Linked DNA regions of Sus scrofa: region 1 is linked to region 2. Evidence: chromatin contacts called from public promoter capture Hi-C data. All regions are on one chromosome and are shown on one strand. The core of a region is the stretch at or near the end of the contact, and the rest is flanking DNA. Distances in the headings are between cores, read along the strand shown.

Region 1 (2,793 bases), core at 142-2,641, 650 kb before region 2:
TTGCCCGGCTCCCACCCTGCCTCAGCGCCTCGAACCCCCGCTAGTAAGCGGCGCAAACACTCCTCTCCAACACAGGGTCCTTCCCCCTTGCCTGTGCAAGGTGTCCTCTTCCAACTCCACCACGCCCCCAGACCAGGCCACAAGGCAAACCCCGGCCTCCCTTCCCAAACACGCGCCACGCTACCCCGGATCGACCTCGCAGGACGCCCCCTACCCGCCGCCTCTTCCCTCCCGCTTCCCCGAGTGCCTGCTGGGCCCCCGCCCTCCTCTCCCCGGCCCTCCCATACGCCCGACGGTCTCAGAGACACCCCCCTCTTCACAGACCACTCCTCCGCACCCCCCCAATCCCCACCACCCGTACTACCTCCTTGACCGAGGCTCGATCGCAGATCACAATTTCCTCCTTGTCCTTAGGGGTCTTGACGGTGACCCGAATCGGGGGCCTCGTCTCGGCCCCGCTCGGCTCCGCCATGCCGCCGCCGCCGCCGCCACCCGGCCGCCCGCCAGCCCGCCCCGGCTCCTCCTCCTCCCCGCCCGCCCGGCGGTGCTCGGCTCCGGCGCCTCCAACACTCCCCTCTCCCCTCCCCTCCCCAAGGCTTCACCGCCCCCTCCGGACCAGCCGCAGCCACAGCGCCCCGGGCGGACCGGGGGGGCCACTGCAGCGGGGTCCGCCCAGGGCCGAGCCCGGGGTCTGCAGCCTGGGCAGGGCCTTGCTGGGCGGCGGCCCCCAAAGGGGCTGCTCCGGACAGGGGCGGGAAGCAAACTCTCCGGGAGAGACCACCGCCCGTGGTAGCCGGTCCGAGTCGCGCTGAGGTGCCAACCCCCCGCCCCCGGGCCCAAAGCTACCCGCCCCCTCCGCGACTAACTCTTTCTCCGGGACAAAGGACTTTCTGTGTCGCCGCTTTATCTCCGTTCCCTATGATAACTGGTCTTTCTTGGAAAGCCCAAATCCTTTCCAGGCCTGAGGCTTCTCCCGACTTGGAGGCTGAATTTTCCACTTCTGGATATCTACCTAAAACCTCTTCTGTAGGATTGACTTAATTCCCCTGAGGGTAGCGGCCTCCAAGAAGTCTATTCAGTACAGTTCCAGAGACCTGGATTTTTGCCTGCATGGCCTTTCTGAGCCTATTTCCTCAATAGCATCTATCTCCTCATCTCACAGAATTATGCATAATGTAGAAAATTGCTTTGAGAAGTAACCCAAGGTATGCCTGACAAGTATAGGAATTTTGTTTTCTTTTAATTACTGAATCGTGGATTGTCAAGCAGATATGACTCCTCTGCCCGAGAGGGTTAAATGTCCTTCCAGTACTGCCACTATCCTTTTACTCCCGCTCTTTTCCCCCATAACCGCGTGGTCTCACTGGAAAGGCGAACTGTAGTTCCCAGGGTGCCTCGCGAAGCTTCGAGGAACTACAATTCCCAGCGCCCCCCGCGGTGAGGCGGGGTTGAGTCAGAACCGCACAGTCAGGCCAGGAAACTACAACTCCCAGGAGTTCTGGAGCCGGGCAGCTGGACTACGGGAAGCGGCAGGCGGAGGCCAGTTATAGGAAACTCCGGGATCAGGTTGTGAAAGCCCAGGGTTAGGAGCCACAGGCATGCTGCGTCCCAAGGCTTTGACCCAGGTGCTAAGCCAAGCTAACACTGGAGGTGTCCAGAGCACCCTGTGAGTGCGGACCGAGAGGCCGAGCGGCGAGCACTGGAGTGGGGCTGCGCGCGGCTCTCCGAGGGAGGGGTGGGGAAGGCTCTCTGGGAAGGGAGGAGGTGGCAGAGGGGGCAGCCTTTGGGTGAACCGGCGAGAGGGCCACTCTTGAAAGAGAAACTGACGTGCTGGGTGTTTGGGGCATGTTCTAGGACACACTCAACCCAGACCCTTGCTTTCTAGGAGCGCCGGTGGGCGAGTTGGGATGGAAAGTCAGGTATTTTACTCCCCATCCTGAGCACGTTGATATCCGTTCTGATGCTTTTCCAGGCTGCTGAATAACGAGGGATCTCTGTTGGCCTACTCTGGTTACGGGGATACGGACGCCCGAGTCACTGCAGCCATCGCCAGTAACATCTGGGCGGCCTACGACCGGAACGGGAACCAAGCATTTAACGAAGACAATCTCAAATTCATCCTCATGGACTGCATGGTATGGAGAGGGGAGCCATTTCCTCTGTCCCTAAGGGGACCCCCAAGGGGCACCCTGGACCCCATCCTGGATGGTTGGGGCCCAGGGACAGGATTTCTGGAAGATTACTAAGAGTTGGTCTGCAGCAGCATTTATAATAGGCAGGACCCTATGTATCAAGTGGTGATGAGGAAGGAGTATTGGACCCGAGGTCTGGCTGGGTTCTAGTCTCAGCCAGCCACTTGCCATTTGTGGAACCTTGGGTAAGTCACAAGCTTTTTTACCACATCTCCAGTGTGAAAATAATCCCCACCACCACATCACGCACACAGGGTTGTTGTGATCAAATGAAAGGGTAGGTGTAAACTGTAGAGTGATATGCAGACACAAAGTGTTGTCATCTGAGATTCTCAGACTCAGAAGCATGGCAAAGTGTCCAGACCCTAGTCCAGTTCCTTCAGTTTACAGAAAAAGGAGATAAAGTCCAGAAAGAGGAAGCGCCATTAGACTGAATTTCTTGGGAACAGAACCTGTCTCATTCACCTTTATATCTGTTCAGTTAACAAATTTTTAGGTCCTTGCAGTATTCTCAGGACCTGGGAAAAAAATAGCAAACAGGACAAACAAAAACTGCAGCCCTAATGTCTCATATATGCCTTAAAATAAGTAAAATATGTAT
Region 2 (2,835 bases), core at 141-2,640:
AAATAAAGAAGAAGAAGTCAACACTGTGCAAAGCATACCAGTTTCGAGATAGAACCAAAGGTCTAATTTCTCAGGGTAGTCCTCACTGTACCTGCTTTGCAATCAACTGAGGATTTTCTTAAAAATCCAGACTTCTGGGCCCCACTCCACACCTACTGAAGAGGAATCAGTTAGGCTGGAATTCAGCAATTTGCATTTTTAAGAAGCTTTCCCAGGGATCTTAGGCACATTAAAGTTTAAGATTTGGTAGGCAGGAAAAAAAAAGTGCTCTGGGCATCCAGAGCAGGGAGCAAACAGATTGAAGCAAACAGATGGAGAAGGCAGCATATGAATTTGTTGGTGAAGGCAGGGTGAGATTTAGACACATGGAGAAGGTGGGGGTGGGGCGGGGGGAGGTGGAGGGCACAGCAACCTTCTCTAATGGTGAATTCACTCACACTTGGGCCTTCACTGACTCTCTTTTTGGTTGTTGTTGTGGCCATCATCATCCTTTCCATCTTCCTCTTTAGCCTCCTCCCCAAACCTCAACAGTCTTCATGGGCTGAGCTCAGTAGATGCTTCTGCTCTCTGGGAGTAGGGGGATAGAGCACACACAGAGGTGCTTTAGTACATAAAGCTTTAAATTATAAAAGACACAGAGTTGACAAGTAGAGGGCACCCAGTCCCAGGCAGACAGGAAGGGGCAAAGACGAATAAACATGAAAAGGACACAAAATTACAGGTGGACAGGGAAAGAGCAGCAGAATCACGAGCAGACATACCTGAGCTGGGAAAAGGACACACATCAACACGGATGGATAGAAAGGTCACTCACAGGACCAATTAACAAGTTCACGCAGAAAGGCACAACAAACACCAGGCAGAGACAGATACAAAGAACATATGCAGGAAGGGATGGACTCAGGCAATGACTCAAATCTGTGATAGGGGCTGAGATGGAGCTGCCCCCAAATCTCAAGTACCGAGCCCTGCCTTCCAGGGTCCTGCCCATCGTTCTGTTTCACTGCAGAGAGAGCTCAGGACCCAGGCTAGACGGGCCAGATGTGCTCCTGGATGTGCATTTTGGTCAAGGCGAGGGAGATCATTTATTCCCTCTTATGTCACATTTACTTTAGCCTGCAGATGTTTATTATTAGGCCTTCTTTCTGGCTCGCAGCCCAACTTCGTACAGGTCTCTAGGACTCTGATTGTTCCTGGGTGCTCCGGGTTTCTTCAGTGGACTCAAAGGCTTCATCAGTTCATTTACAGATTTACAGATCACTTTCCCTTTAAGCTATTTTCCCCAATCCTCCACCTTCCCAGACTCCCTCACATTCCCGACATCACTTGCAGTTTCTACGAGCACTACGTCTCCCATAAATCTTAGCGCCCAAGCAGCTACCCTAGGGAACTTCAAGTACCGAAATGCTCTCCGACCCGGCTCCCTGACTACCGCGGTGACCGGTGGTACTTGTAGTTGTCCAGGAATTGTCAGACGACTCCAAAAAACTACTCCTCCCAGGAGTCCTCGTGTCAGAGGCGGGTTTACCGCCTGTCTTTCTCCGCGCCGCTTAATTCTTCCTCGGACTCCGATTCCCGCCGTGCCTTGCGCTGAGCTACTTGCGTCGGATAATGGTGCTGTGCTCAAAGTATTCTCTGGGAGTTGTAGTTCCTGTATTGGTGAGGCGAGGAGGAGGCGGAGTGACTCGGCGGCCATTAGCTGTGTGTAGTTGCCCGGGACTAGGAGCTTAAGTGAAGAGGGAAGCCTTATTCGGTGGAAATCAACTGTGGGCATGGGCTTCTGCCACGGATAGTCCTAGAGTACGGGGAAGGCGGGCTTTTTAGTTTCCTGCCCCGCCAAGTGGCGGGGCCCACTAGGCCTCTGGGCATCCCCGGTCTCAAGTAGGCCTTGATTGCCGGCAAGGGCGCCCCAAAGGCGGGCGGCGCCATGTCGCTGGTTGCTTACGCCAGCAGCGATGAGAGTGAGCCGGATGAGGCTGAGCCGGAGCCGGAGGAAGAGGAGGCGGCGGCCCCTACACCTGGGCCCACTTTAGGGGGCTTGTTCGCTTCTCTCCCCGCACCCAAGGGTCCGGCTTTGCTGCCTCCGCCCCCCCAGATGCTGGCCCCAGCCTTTCCCCCGCCGCTGTTGCTGCCCCCACCCACCGGAGACCCCCGGCTCCAGCCTCCTCCCCCCTTGCCCTTCGGCCTGGGAGGCTTCCCCCCACCTCCAGGCGTGAGCCCGGCTGAGGCGGCGGGAGTTGGGGAGGGGTTAGGATTGGGGCTGCCCTCGCCCAGAGGCCCTGGCCTCAGTCTTCCCCCCCCCATCGGCGGCGCCGGGTCCCCCCTGGGGCTTCCCAAGCCAAAGAAGCGGACAGAGCCGGTGAAGATTGCGGCGCCGGAGCTGCATAAGGGGGATGTGAGTATCCGGGAAGGGCACCCCCAAACTGTCCATTGGATTTGGGCATGGGCTAAGCTGTAGGATGGATTCGTGGGGATTCTGGGACTCCGTCCTATAAATGCAACCATTGATTCTAGGCCGCTGGATTCCTGGTACAGTGCGATTAATGGGAGCCGAAGTTTGTCAACTTTCGGGGAGTTAGGGTATTGGTCCACGCGGGTTTCTCCTGCTAGACTCGCCTGCAGAAGGGCCATAAACCATCACCTGGCACTGACAGGCCCAGGCCTAGCGACACTTAGGTCCACTCTCCCTTGTTGCATCTTCACCGCGGGCCAGGTTTTTTGGTTTTTTGTTTTTCCTTTCCCTCTTATACTGAGGACAGCATAAAACCTGGCACTTGAAGAGGTGACAGGAGACAGGATTCCCGAACCCTTGCTGAACATTTAGGACTAACCTTT

The links. Promoter capture Hi-C pulls out the DNA fragments that hold promoters and counts their contacts.
Region 1: a promoter capture Hi-C map of liver shows a contact between it and region 2, with 10 times the contacts expected there. The contact joins the promoter of LAMTOR2 here to the promoter of PRCC in region 2. A contact is called at or near these places in 1 of 5 promoter capture datasets (liver), 2 of 47 Hi-C or Micro-C datasets (heart right ventricle and liver) and 1 of 2 datasets of contacts at active chromatin or transcription factors (skeletal muscle).

What each region holds. Positions count from the first base shown.
Region 1 is chr4:93,974,159-93,976,951 of Sscrofa11.1, reverse strand. It overlaps LAMTOR2 (late endosomal/lysosomal adaptor, MAPK and MTOR activator 2), which reads left to right and starts at 1,391. Exons shown (of 4, transcript NM_001243627.1): 1 at 1,391-1,666; 2 at 1,973-2,135. The coding sequence starts at 1,599. UBQLN4 (ubiquilin-4) reads right to left here and starts at 566. Exons shown (of 11, transcript XM_003125701.5): 1 at 365-566. The coding sequence starts at 472.
Region 2 is chr4:93,324,054-93,326,888 of Sscrofa11.1, reverse strand. It overlaps PRCC (proline-rich protein PRCC), which reads left to right and starts at 1,390. Exons shown (of 7, transcript XM_001924343.6): 1 at 1,390-2,395. The coding sequence starts at 1,928.